Linked DNA regions of Mus musculus: regions 1 and 3 are each linked to region 2. The links are chromatin contacts, called in public ChIA-PET and Hi-C maps. All regions are on one chromosome and are shown on one strand. The core of a region is the stretch at or near the end of the contact, and the rest is flanking DNA. Distances in the headings are between cores, read along the strand shown. Region 1 has its middle 39 kb from the start of Gm34499. Region 2 has its middle 200 kb from the start of Gm34499. Region 3 has its middle 18 kb from the start of Gm34499.

Region 1 (4,216 bases), core at 847-3,346, 240 kb after region 2:
AATATCTCAGCAAGCACATTGACCATGACTTCTATCCCAAAGGATGAAGCACTTGTCCAGGCAGATCTGAGCTTTGGGGAAGATTAAAAAAATATGAGAAAAACAAACAAACAAAAATAGAGCAATACTGAACTCTCCAAACTGTTGCCCTTTGAGAAAACGATGCTTTCTTTTACTTATCTGTATGTGCACATTTGTTTTTAAAGTGGACCATCTGACTGCTCCCTGAGAAACCGTGGTTAAACATTTCTTTATGCAAAACAAAGAATGTTGAGTAGTTAAATATTGTACCTCAGAGGCTAAAGTTGAGAGGGGTTTTGTTTTGCTTTCTATACTATGACCATTTAAAGGAGAAAACGAAGTGTCAATGTTCAAAAGATTTCCAGTTCTGAAAAAAAAAATCCTACAACCTGTGAAAGAATAACGATACATCTTCAGTGGTTTAGTTAGATCAACACACATGGTTTACACATCGTCTGTGAGTGCTGAATGAGCTCACGGTCTTCACGGAGAACCTACTAAGTGGGAGGAGAACATGAAGGCGATGAAAGAGCGGCCCCTTCTCAACCAACTCCAGCCTTGCTGAAGGAAGCCAAAGTAAACTGAAGAGGACTTTGTGATTGTCCATAAAAACTAAACACTAGCTAAGCTCCTATTATATGCATTCTGCCCAGGAAGTCCTAGTACAGGCCCTCTCCACACATGTTCAAAGTGAGATTCAATTAGAACCCCTAGGAGGTTCAAGCAGTTATAGAACTGTTTGAAGAGGAAGGAAGGCTGGAGAGAGAACTACCAGGTACTTGGAAACCTAGGCTACACATCACCTGAAGTGAGAAAGAGAAAGGTAAAAACCAGAGAAAAGAGCATCTGAAATCTGCCTGGAGTCCCCAGCTGCACAAGTGGCTTTGAGGTCAAGCTCTATATCCGTTCTTCTGGCTCCTCCAGATCCTTCACTGGAGGGGAGCTCCGGAGGCACCAGAGGGTGTGCACTTGCATCTTGCACACATGGGTTTCCAAAGCACTCATTCACTAAATACCAGGTGACTGGGCTCCTACAGACCTGCAGCCCAGGCTTGTCTCCAGAGCTCTGTGGCAAGCTATTGCTCTTCCTCACTAAGACTAAGTTTCCCCATCTGTCAAGTGGAAATGTAAATGCCATCTAGCTACATTCTTGTTTGATAGACAAAGAATAATCTACATATGTAGTATGCACTCAGCTAATACAAAACAAAACAAACAAACAAAAATCAAGCAATGGGCTCTTGAAGAACTCACCAATAGGAACAAATAAAAACAAAGTGATGATATGTCAGAGAGGGACCGTCTAAGAACACAAGCCAAAGGCTGGGCTTGCTAGTCCCTTCTCTCCTGCTTGCTAACACCAGCTGGCAATAAGAAAGGTCTTCAGTAGAATGTGCCATTTGCCTCTTTGCTGACCTCTCATTCCTTAACCCTGATTCCTGGTATCCCCTTTGGTCTGAAAGCGTGGCTTCACTCCAGAGATTTCTTGGTGCTGCCATGGCTCATCCAACTACAATCGCCCTTGCTGACCACTGTCCATGGGGCAGGCTTCATTAACGTTCACTCAAAAGACCCTAGGAAGTGAAATGCAGCCGAATGTTGGGGACCTTAACCTTAACTTAATCTTGAGTGATATGACTTAGCCAGCATATCATTGCCACATCCACCAGGGAACAAACTATATTGCTGCTAAGTGGTCAGAATCAGCCAGTGAGGCACCCACTAGGCTTCCACTGCACATAGATGAGCCATGGCAGCACCAAGAAATCTCTGGAGTGAAGCCACGCTTTCAGACCAAAGGGGATACCAGGAATCAGGGGTAAGGAATGAGAGGTCAGCAAAGAGGCGAATGGCACATTCTACTGAAGACCTTTCTTATTGCCAGCTGGTGTTAGCAAGCAGGAGAGAAGAGACTAGCAAGGTATTACACACACACACACACACACACACACACACACACACACACACACACTTCTGAAAGTGGGGAAATCAGCATAGCACTGTCTCAGGCTGTGGTCATGATTTTCTGTTAATATTAAGTGAAAGTGTTCCATAGTTCTCTTGACCGAGATGGGTAAGGTTCAAACTCCACTAACACAGAAACCAGGGCTCCGAAAGGGCTAGTCAGACTAAGGAGGCTGGAATGAACACAGCATGGTTTCTCCTAGCTAGCAACCAGCCCCTTTTCCTTGCCAGTACCCCCGATTTCTATGTAAACAGTACTCTGTGCCTCCCCTCACCTAAGTCCTGAAAGGCTGGATTTCATTTGCATATTTGAAGGACACAAAGGTGCCAGGCTTCTGCAGTTAGCAGATTCCAAACCTCCAGTGAGAGGTGAGAGTCACTGGCTCAGGGACCACAAGTGATCCCAGTTGGACCATTCTGATCAAGAGCTGGAGACTGAGTGATTGAACTAAGAAAAGGAGGGAGGGAGGGAGGAAGGGGGTCTGCTGGGATTGAATTTGCCAGGAAAGCATTAGGCACAACCCACTTTGTGAAGAAAGTTAGAATCCTTAATGTCAGTCTGGATCCTTCAACATTCAAAGGCCCACTCCTAAACTTGACCTGTGAACAAGTCAATGATTCTTCTTTTCACTCATGTAAATTAAGACATTTGCTACTCAAGAGAAAGATGCTGCCTAAGTAAGAGACATGTGTAGATAAAAGACCACAGATACTGCTACCAACTCACACCTAGAGCAAACAGATTTTGTGACTATAAGTAACAGGAGATTTGGGTGAGAGAGAGAAGATGGTTCCTGTTGGCGTTTTTGTCTAAGCTCTGCCCCACAATTACCTGGCAATGACCAGGTATGCCTGACTCACTATAAAAAGGGTTGCTTGTCTCCTCCTCTCTCTCTTGCTCTTTCCTTCTTGTTCCTGCTCTGTCCTCTCGCCCCTTCCCCCCTTTCTTCCCTTTCCCCTCCTTCTCTCTCTCCACTTGCTCATGCCCAGTTTCTTCCTCTCCTCTCCTCTCCTCTCCCCTCTCCTCTCCCCCCCTCTGCCTTTCTCTGTCTCTTATTACCCTCTCAACTCCTCTCTCCATGCCCTGAATAAACTATTCTATACTCTATGATCTGCCCTGAGGCTGGTCCCTCAGGGCCAAGGGATGCCTCAGCATGGGTCTGCAGAGGCTCCCCTTCCCCCACACCTGACTGTACATCTACCAATCATATTCCCTCTCTCTTTATCTTTTTATAAACACAACAGCTCTCAATTCATGACCAGAACAAATGACGGATTGAGAAGGAAATTAAAACAAAAAACAAAACAAAACAAACAAACAAACAAAAACCCACCTCACTATTGGGGGCTTTAACAATGAGGATACTCACCAGACGAGAATGGTATTGGAATGTAGACTCTCTGAAAAATAGCCTGAATGTGAGAACAGAGGACAAGAAAATAAATGTGTCCCTGAAGTGAAGAGGAGAGAGTTAGAAGGAACTCAATTCCCACAGATAAGAAAAGTGAGGTAGGATTTAAACAGCATAAAGCATTCCTGTGTGGAGCACTGTTAGGGTAATATTCAGCAGGAAGGGGCACTAAGGTCAAGAGTTTTGTTTCAACATCTAAGCTAGGCTAGCACTTGATGGACAATCAATCTGAAATAGTCTGGTTTCATTGGTATCTGTGGGACTTTTGGGAAATTCCCAGCAGGGCAAAGCTTCATAATGTTCACAACTAAGGCATCATGACTGACAAAGGAGGAAGCAACCTTAGTATATTATTCCACTTTTATGAGGAAAAAACAAAGCAAAACTAAATAATCTCAAGTACTGAAAGATTCTCTGTCACCACAAGTAGATGTTAGGATTCCTTGGGATTCAGCTGTACGTGCCCACTATGCTCTTGATTAGCATAAATTAATCGATTATATAGTCCCAGGTATCTCTTTGGGTTCTATCGATCAAGTGATCAAGTAAAACTAATTTAATGTCATCTGGGTGAAAGGTAAAAGCCATTAGTGGTGTTAAAATTCCTTCCCTAGGAGATATAAACAACATCTACCATTTCCTCCTAAGGACCAGATGACAGAGGGAGAATTCCACACAAGTTCACTCTGGGGTGTCCGTGAGTTGATTGGGCTAATTTACAGAGCAATGGGCAAGAGGTTCTGGGCAGGAGTGAAAGTGACCTTAAAACAGCCCCACTTCAAGGTCTGCACCCAACATGCATGACGACTTCTCATGGC
Region 2 (4,914 bases), core at 2,104-4,603:
GCCAGGGTTTATAGAAAGTCAACTCATTTGCCCTTTATGGCCACGTGCTTTCTGATCACATGCACCACTGTTGGCTATGACATCAGCCTGTGGGAATTTACAATCTCCAACAACTGTGAAAAAAACCTTACAACAATGGGAATGAGGAAATGGACTTACAGTCAAGTCCATTCTACCAACAGTTGTGAGAAGTAAACAGCTCACTTCACTGAAAGGTGGAGCTAGAAAGAGCAGGGCTGTAAGGGATAGATTGAAAGACTTGCTTTCAACTTTGTTCTTATTGATTAGACTAGGATGGTTGTGCTTATGATTCAACACTAAAACCGTGAGTTCCATTTTACAAGTGATCCAATTTTCTTTTTGTGTTGATGGATCTTTCTGGGACTGTTGGAACTTAATTCCCACCTGGAACTATGTGAACGCATATGTTACGAGAGAATGAACTTGAAAGAAACACTCTGCTACTAAGAACTCGATTGTTTGATAGAGATAAATGAAGATCATCTAAAAGTCAAGCGAAGGAAAATCCATCCATAGCTCTCTTCATTCTCTACCATTATCAACATCTTCTGGATGAAATGTGTTAATTTTTTGTATGCTTTTGCCTCAATTTTCCAAATCCACCTTGTAACAGACTTGAAAACAATAGGTTATGAAGTGCGATATACTTCAAATCTGTGTTGAGATCTTTTCCAGTGACCAGGAGATTTCTCTTGTTGACCTATTGATTTCACACCTGTAGAGGTGGCAGCTACTCCCATTTTGGTGCAAGATTTAGGTTTAGAGCTATCATTTCTACATGTGAGTAAATGTATGAGACAGAAGTCACACACAATAAATACCGAATCATACTAACTATGATCTAGGATCAGTGTGAGAACCTGCAGAGGAAGGATGAGTGCAGTGGACATGATCTTTGTTTCAATGGTTCTTCTAGTCTAACTAGGGAGGCAAAGAACGGGGGCTTAAGCATGAGTGCAACAAAAGGCAAACGCAGAGAGCTGGATGGCCTTGACCTGGAACTGATCAGTCCTTAGGGACAGACAGGAGACCAAGCAGAATACAGGACCATTGTACAATGAATGGCCAGACTTTGTTCCTAATAGGTAAGCTGCAGGTCCATGGGCATTTGTGCGTGGTGAGTGTGTCTTTGTATGTATGGTGTTCCTTCAACTTCATCCTGAACCTATGCTAGGAGATGAGTTAGGAGGGCACTCAGAATGAGGGCTGACAACTTTAAAACCAAGTAGTTTAATCATTAAGGCTTTATCCACATGCTGCTAGTCTGACCTGAGGAGACTAGTTGGGTCCTAGAGATTCAGTTATTCACATGGCCAATAACTCAGCCAATTGCTCCTGAGTCAAAACTCTGGACTGCTGTGCCACAGGTGAGTTTCCAAGCTGGTGATACACACTAAAGAATGTGGAAGGTAGGGTCCTGATGACGTGGATAGCCCACATTTAGGAATCTTCTAGAGCTATTATATCCCTATGTTGCAGATCCTGATTTGTAGCTTTTCTACATAGCCAAAATTGTAAGTATAGTGTTTCCTGAGCTCTGAAAGTTGTTCAGTTGAATTGCTGGTCCTGGAGGAGACATGGGAATCCAGGGACTGATAGCTGGTTAATCAGAAATGCAGGTGGCCTGATAATCTCAGAGCTTGTGGCTGGGTGTCCACAGGGAGGGCATCCTCTCAGAGGACTGTACTCTAGACCTGTGGAATTTGACCTGGCTCAGTAGTTAGTGTAGGAATTACCTTGCAAAGCTCATAATAGGAAATCCACTACTATTGACAAAATCAAGTCAGACGTGGGGTGCAGGGAGGGGGCACTTTACCAAGGATTAGACTCAGAGAGAGAACACCAGAAGAGGCAGGTTATAAGTATCTGGGCTCCTTCAGAAAGTATTTTGTAGGCATCACTCCCTGGGGGGGAGGAGTAGACTGCATTATTTTATTTATGAGTTGATAAAAGTAAACACAAGCCACAACAAATCAACCAACCTTGACTCGTGGCTCACCTGACATTTTCCAACTCCATTAACTTTGGAAAAATTGCAACTCTTCATGACCTTTGTTTCCCCGGATTCAGCAGAACCCAGGCGAGTCCCCGTTTCTAAGGCGTTGTGATTATACAGGATGAACATGCATTCTGAAAAGTACTAGGTCAATAAAGTAGTCTCCAAAAGCAAATTTGACTTGGATGTTCACATAGATATGAACAAATGTTTAAGTATCTGCCACATGCTATGTGCTAGGCTGGGCTTTGAAGAACCAGGGTTAATGAGATGTGCACTGTTTCCGCTTGAAGCCCATCATCATCCCCTTAATGCTGCAGCGATGGAGTCAGCCTCTTATTATTTCCAAAGAGATCGCAATGAAGGAAGCAAACTGCGGGAAGGGGGCTAGATCAAAGAGCTAGCGGATTATCTGCATGGGGGTGGAAAAGGCTGGGGATGAGCCTTGTCTTACTGCTGGGAGAACAGAAATTGACTGAAGATGGAATGCAATGGTCTATGAGAGTCCAGCAGCTTTGGCAGGGTGTAACAATCACGTGAAGCAAGTCCCAACAGCAGGATGCATGAGAATATTACACACAAGTAATAAGGGGCAAAAGTCATACTGATAGAGTTGGGAGAGGTTAAGCAAGAAAGAAGATGAGAGGGACTAGATAAGGCAGCATAAACACAGCCAAAGATAGGCTAGTGTGGACGCAGGGATCTCTAGAGCCACTGGGGGGGACTTTGTGTTCATATAGAATTCACCCTGCACTTCTCAGGCAGCCTCTCAGCCTAGGAATAGGCCTCCAGGAAGGTTCTGGCACTCTAGTGGGGTTGAGAACTTCTAGTTTATCCAGCTGTCAGAGGATGATGGTTGCTAATTACACAGAGGGACGCAGCTGGTATCGACAATTACCCTTTTATTGTACCAATATGCTGATAGGACATTGTTTCAGATAAACCAGCTTAGTTTCTACAATGGTGGATTTACAGCCTTGAGTTTGTTTTTTTCCATCTGTGAATTTTCATCCTCAGCTCTTGTTGGCATCTGAAATCTTGGTAAGTTGGGAGGTAATATGTGCTTTTCTTTTAGTTCTCTCTCTCTCTCTTTCTCTCTCTCTCTTTGAGTGGGAGGTCAGCTCTGCCTCATACAGCAAAGTGAAATCAGTTGGATGCTGTTGGTGAAATCTCAAGGATGGCATGGAAGCTAAATTTTAACCGTTAAAATCATTTGAGCTAACCAAATCAACAATAAATCACAAACTCCAGATTTTTGTTTAAAGGGGAGGAGACCAAGCCAGTGGATGTGCAAATTAGCCAGGCCACGACTTGCTGGCTCTCGTTCACTTTGTAAACAAAAGCAGGCCTGAATTCAATCAAACATTACTTGTTAAAGTAAACTCACAAAAAGCTGGTGAGAATTAAAGTAGAACAGAAGATGGCTTTAATAATTTCATTCTCCAGCTCTTAGCTGAAAATAAAAAAAAAAAACCCACCATTCTGATCTGTGGGGCGTGTTCTTCCCCTCAAAACATTAAACAGCATCTCAGTGGGGTTATTCATGTATTTAAAAATGTTACCTGTGGCACTGGGTGAATGACTTCTGAACTCTACATCTGTGGATTTGGTGATATTCTGGTAAGCTTTTAGAAGCTGCATCGAGGGAAGAAACGGGATTGATTGGCTAGCTGAAGGTCTCATTGATTGACAGATAACACATATCTGGTATGCCACACTTGTTTGAAGTGACACCGGGAGATTAGTTATTTCTAGACTCTTTGCTTTGGTCTTTAATCTATGCAGAGCTGTTGAGCTTCCTCTTAAAACTGAGTAATGCCTGAGGGCTTTTGCTCTATGAACTGAAAAATAAGTGGACCATGGTCTTATCCCTCCCCTTCGCCCCTACCCCACTCCCTCCACATAAAGTGTTCTGCTGAGGTTTGGATTCTCAGAGAGGAGCAACAGGAGTACTACCCGAAACCCCGGAAAAGGCAAGTCCAGAGGTTAAATAAAAGTCCAGGCTTTGCCCTACAAGTGCCAGGGCCATGGAAGGAGAATTGAACTTCAGGACAGTGTGCCAGGTCGGGGTTCATACACAGAACCAGAGTTTTCTGTTGGGGCAAGAGGTATAGCTCCCAGTCGTCCACCTGAGCTGTAGCAAGCCTGAGACCCCTTCCACCTGCGAGCTTGAGTGGCCTTCCAGAACCTTAAGATGAATCGACTCATTTCAGGACTGGCCTGTTGATGAGGAAATTCTACCCACCCCAGAAGGTCTCCAGAGAATCCTCCCTGCTTCCTTGCTTTTCTATGTTCTCTGCATTGTTGACAGCGAGGCAGACACAAAATATATTTAGCCTGAAAGATAACACACAGTAACACCATAACAGTGCAGAGAGCGAGCGGGTGAGACCAGACAGGTGCAGTGCACGTCGAGCGAAACCAAAGCAGTAAGAAGCTCTTTGTTCTGGTATGGACTCCAGGAGGCAAACCTCTCCGTGGCCTCATTGAATCAGCCAACACCAACAGTGAACAGCTCGGGAGAACCCCAGGCTGCAGCTTCTTGGCCTGAGTCTGTACTCAGGCGTACCAGTTAGTCATAGAATAACTACTATACGGCCTTGAAGCTTTTACGCACCTGAAGAGGATTCACTTACCGCTTAGTGATGACTGAGAAGTAATTACCACTTGATTGTTAATAATTACCAATTGCAGGCCTATGTGATGACGGTGAACTAAAGGAAGCCTGCTTACAATTTCTTCTGGTCCTGTTGAGGGCTTCTTTCCAAACCACTATGGGAATAGAAACCATGGGGCCCATCCTTTTAGCTATTACCGAGGTTGAGAGAGGACCTATCTCCCTCTTTTTTTTAATCCTCGTTCTTGAAGTTGATGGCTCTGTTTTGAGAACCCCCAAA
Region 3 (4,463 bases), core at 794-3,293, 190 kb after region 2:
CACTTTGAAACTTCCAGCAAAAATTGCAGGTTGTTATTTCTCTGCCATTCTGATGTTGTTACTTTGTATCTCTTGAAACTATATTGCTAGGTGCACACACAATTATGTCAGGGAACTTCTTCAAAGAAAGTAGAGAGAGCTGACAATTGTCCTTCAAAGGGATAAAGAACAGATGAAGAGCTGACTTCTGGGCAATGCTAATGAAAACCAAATGACAGAGTATCCTCAAAAGAACTAGAGAAAATAACTACAAACTTAGAATTTTACTTCCAGTGAAATTATCTTTCAAAGTGAATACAAAATAAAGACATTTTCATAAAATAAAACGGAGTGCTAGCTACCAACTTAACCAGAGGAAGCCTTCCTGTATCTCTAGCAGAGCAATGTTCTAACATGGAAAGTATTGGATGCAGAAAACCAAAAGAGAATTTAATAAATGTATGCACTGACACAAACATTGGGAGCATAAGCAATAGTAGTGTCTTGCATATTCTAGAAAAAAAAATAATACTCAAATGCTCTATTACAAAGACACAGGGTAAGCTATCATCAAAGATAAGCTATTGTGAGATATTTATATTATTTGGATGGATAATAAATGTATTTTGCAAATTAAATCTTGTAAAATTTTAAAATGAGGACTAAATATTTTCAAGTAACTAAAGGAGTAAAATATAACATCCCAAGCTAAATAAAGAGAAAAAATATGGAAAAAACTATTTAGACATGCAAACATGCAAATGTCAAAGCCCCAGTGACACACCTGCTCCAACAAGACCACACCTCCTAATCCTTCCCAAATAGTTCCACCAACTGGGAACCAAGTATTCAAACATAGGAGCTTGTGGGAGCCATTCTCATTCCAACCACCACAGTTGCAGACAAGGGAAGAATACATGTTCTTACTGTGTCCTTCAGCACAGTACTAGAAGTTCTGGCCATTGAAGTCAAACAACAAAAGGAAATAAAAGGTACCTACGTCTAAAAGTGAGAAATCGGACTGTTCCTATTTACAGAAGACACTGTAGCCTACATGAAAAGTTTAAACACTTCTTTTTAAAAAGTGTCCATGGAAGTTGGACGGCTAAACAGGGTGGTCAGCTTGCCTGGATTCAGAATCACCACCGAACCACAGGTGGGTATGTCTCTGGGGGTGTTCTCAGAAAGGTCTTAAGGCTTTAACTGAGGGTATCAGTTTAACTGTGGCTCATATCATTCCATGGGACGGGGCTCTGGATGAAATACAAAGCTGAATTTGAGCTGAGCACCAGCATCCACTTCTCGCTGCTTCCTGAGTTTGGATTTAATGTAACCAGCCACCTCCAGCTCCTGCCACTGTGTCTCTCCTTCCGTGGTGGGATGTGCACTCACCTGTAAGCCAAACGGAACCCTTCTTCCTTAAACTGCATGCCAGGTGTTTTTTTGTTTTGTTTTGTTTTGTTTTTGTTTTTGTTTTTTTTTTTTTGACAGCAAGAGCAACTACTACAGAAGTAACACATAGTTTAGAAACTGGAGCAGGATGTAAATGTTCTGCCTTGGGTGTGGTTTGTTCTCCAAAGTTTCATGAGCTGGTAGCATGATCCCCAGCATGGTGATGGTAAGAAAACATAAAGCCTTTGAGAGACAACATCTAGGAAAAACTAATTAGATTGGAAGGCCATTGCCTCTGAAAGAGATGAACTCTGATCTTATATAAAGTGAGTTAGCTCTAAAAGAATAGGCTATTACAATATGAATGCAGACTAGAGAAATGACTACATAGCTAAGAGCCCTTTTTGCTCTTGCAGAGAACCGTGGTTCAATTCCCAGCACCCACATGGTAGCTCATAACCATCTATATCACCTGTTCTCAGGGATCTGACACTGGTTTCTGACCTCCTCAGGGACCACATGCACATGGGACATTTACATACATGCAGGGGAAACATCCACACAAGCAAAGTAAAATAAGTCATTTATTTTAGAAGAATCAAGCATGTCCTCCCTGCATGCTTGGTCAGTTAGGAACACAGACCTCTGTCCTTTGCTCCACTTGGCTGTCACCCAACAGAGTCCTCACCAACGTCAAAAGAGAAACAGAGCTGCCCGATTTTACATGTTTAGCCTCTAAAACTGTCAGCTAATTAACACCCTTTCTTCAAAATTACTCAGATTTGGAGACATTGATAAAACAAAACAAAGCGACACAAAAAGTCACTTCTGCTTCTATGAACCAGTAACAGCGTACACGAGGACAGACGAAAAGCATGGTGTTATTTGCACCTTTTCAAAATAAAGAAACCCTTAGTGAGGCCTCACAACCAAAACAGATTTTCATGCTAATGAGTGAAATTTAAAAATACCTAGGTAGTTAGAGAAACATTTAATAGTAGATAGATCTCTCAAAATCAATATATAGTAAAGATTTCAACCCCTCCCCCAAAAGTGATATATATGTTTACCATAAGCTTTATAAAAACCTTGAGGGGAGGTAGATATTTACCAAATTGTCATAAAATTTATATTCAATGTTAAGAGAAACTAAAACATGTTGAAAGAGGAGGAGGAGAGGGAGAAGAGTCGCCTTTTCTGAGTCAAGACCCACTAGTTATAGTAATCAACCTTATACAGATCAAATTCTAAAAATCTAGAAATGGCCACTGAAGTGCAGCCAACTGAGTTTCAACAAAGGTTAAAACATAGGTGGAAGAAGGGTGTTGTTTTTCATAAATGTTATAGAAGCCATTAGTCATCCATAGGTTAAAAACATATAAATTAAATAGGATATCTGAAAATTAAGTCATCAACTCAAATGATCATAAATGTAGTGTAAAACAGAAAACTAGAGGGGTTGGAGTGATGGCTCAGTGGTTAGATCACTTGTTGCCCTTCCAGAGGACCCAGGTTTGAGTCCCAGCACCTATATAGAGGCTCACAATCATTTATTATTCAAGTCCCAATGCCCTTTTCTGATCCCTGGGAGCACCAGGCATGTTCATGATACACAGATATATATTCACGCAAAACACTCATACACCTAAACTAAAACAAATAAACCATAACATGATAAAAATAAACGATACAATGATTTTTCAAAAATAGCAGAGCAGAAAGTCTTCTAAACTCAGGGCTTGAAGAACTGCATGTAGGCATAAAACATAAGCAAAATCCATTAGACCAAAGTATGTTATGCTGGACTTGATTGAAATTAAATGTTTTATTAAAAGGAGAAAAGACAGCTGGGCTGGTGGTGTACACCTCTAATCCTATCACTTGTGGGGGGGGGCATAGGCAGGTGGATCTCTGAGATTTTAAGACCAGCATGATCTACATACAGAGTGAGTTCCAGGACAGCCACCGCTACATGGAGAAACCCTGTCTCAGAAAAAAACAGAGTCAGGCTAGAGTGATAAGGAGAGAGGTGGGGAGGTGGCTGGAAGAAAGTATTTACAAACAACATATCTAGCAAGCACTAGACTACATAAAGAACTTCCAAACACAGCAGTATAAAGACAGACATGAACTATACATACACTATGCATAGTATATTCCCGCCATGGCTACTATCCAATATGTTCGGTGTGGATGCTGGTAGGATCTAGAGGAGGCATTCACAGATCCACCTGTACTGTCCCTGCTTGTTACCCCCTGATCATTCAAAATTTAAAACAAAGTTTTGTTTTTAAGCCACAAGGATAATGAAATCTAAAATAACAGCCTTACTGTGGTATTTGATTTTGAGTGTCAACTTGACTGGATTAAGAAATGTATGGGTCAGCGGTGCAAACCTCTGAAGGCATTTGCCAAGATGAGATCAGGTGGACCCAGAACTAATGCTGGATTCATTTAAAAAAAAAAAAAAGAAAATGACATTACTGGGTGATGGTGAGCAGTAGGGAGAGGATCCTACCTGGACAAAGTATGTCACTGGGGCGTGTCCCTAAGTGCTGTGTCCTGGCTCTTCTTGTATTCTCATTGACTCCTTTCTGCCAAGTGATGCTGACAGATCTTTTCTACACATTCCTACCATTATGGCTTCCTGCTCAAGCCACTATGCCCCAAGAACCTAAGGACAAAACCCTCTGAAACCAGGAGGAGAAAACATAAGGATTGCACCTGCCAGCTCCCAGTAACTCTGATCACAACCTAGTGAAGAACACTGGGAATGAGGAGTCGCTAGTGCGAAATGAGTGCCTCCAATTGCACAACGTCTTACTAGTCAAACTTAAGAAGTATCAGAAGAAGATAAGTCCTCGTCTTTAATGTTACTTTTAAGGACCAACATTTTGATTATTTTTCTCTTTTAAAAAAAAAATCCCTTTTCTTGGAAATAGTTCTTTTCTCATACATTATATCCCAATTGCAGTTTCCTCTCCCTGTGTTCCTCTCCACCTCCTTTCCCCTCCAGATCTACTTCTTTTCTGTCTCTCCTTAGAAAAGAACAGGCTTCTAAGAGATGACAACCAAACATGACAAAATAAAAT

The links. Hi-C and Micro-C count contacts between places; a contact is called where the count stands out from the background. ChIA-PET counts read pairs in DNA pulled down with a chosen protein or histone mark.
Region 1: a Hi-C map of liver shows a contact between it and region 2, with 2.8 times the contacts expected there. The contact joins two enhancer-like sites. A contact is called at or near these places in 3 of 484 Hi-C or Micro-C datasets (liver and nephron progenitors) and 2 of 115 datasets of contacts at active chromatin or transcription factors (kidney and liver).
Region 3: an H3K27ac ChIA-PET map of liver shows a contact between it and region 2, with 7 times the contacts expected there. The contact joins two enhancer-like sites. A contact is called at or near these places in 3 of 115 datasets of contacts at active chromatin or transcription factors (intestinal villus epithelium, kidney and liver) and 1 of 9 other capture datasets (embryonic trunk).

Annotation. Positions count from the first base shown.
Region 1 is chr14:46,258,430-46,262,645 of GRCm38.p6, forward strand. No RefSeq gene overlaps it. Among named protein-coding and RNA genes, the nearest start is that of Gm34499, 39 kb to the left of the region's middle. Within about 2 kb of position 2,097, at least 8 of the 459 cell types and tissues checked have an H3K27ac peak or open chromatin away from gene starts, as enhancers often do. A contact at or near this core is called in liver, where this site is marked.
Region 2 is chr14:46,014,173-46,019,086 of GRCm38.p6, forward strand. No RefSeq gene overlaps it. Among named protein-coding and RNA genes, the nearest start is that of Gm34499, 200 kb to the right of the region's middle. Within about 2 kb of position 3,354, at least 18 of the 459 cell types and tissues checked have an H3K27ac peak or open chromatin away from gene starts, as enhancers often do. A contact at or near this core is called in liver, where this site is marked.
Region 3 is chr14:46,200,993-46,205,455 of GRCm38.p6, forward strand. No RefSeq gene overlaps it. Among named protein-coding and RNA genes, the nearest start is that of Gm34499, 18 kb to the right of the region's middle. Within about 2 kb of position 2,044, at least 3 of the 459 cell types and tissues checked have an H3K27ac peak or open chromatin away from gene starts, as enhancers often do. A contact at or near this core is called in liver, where this site is marked.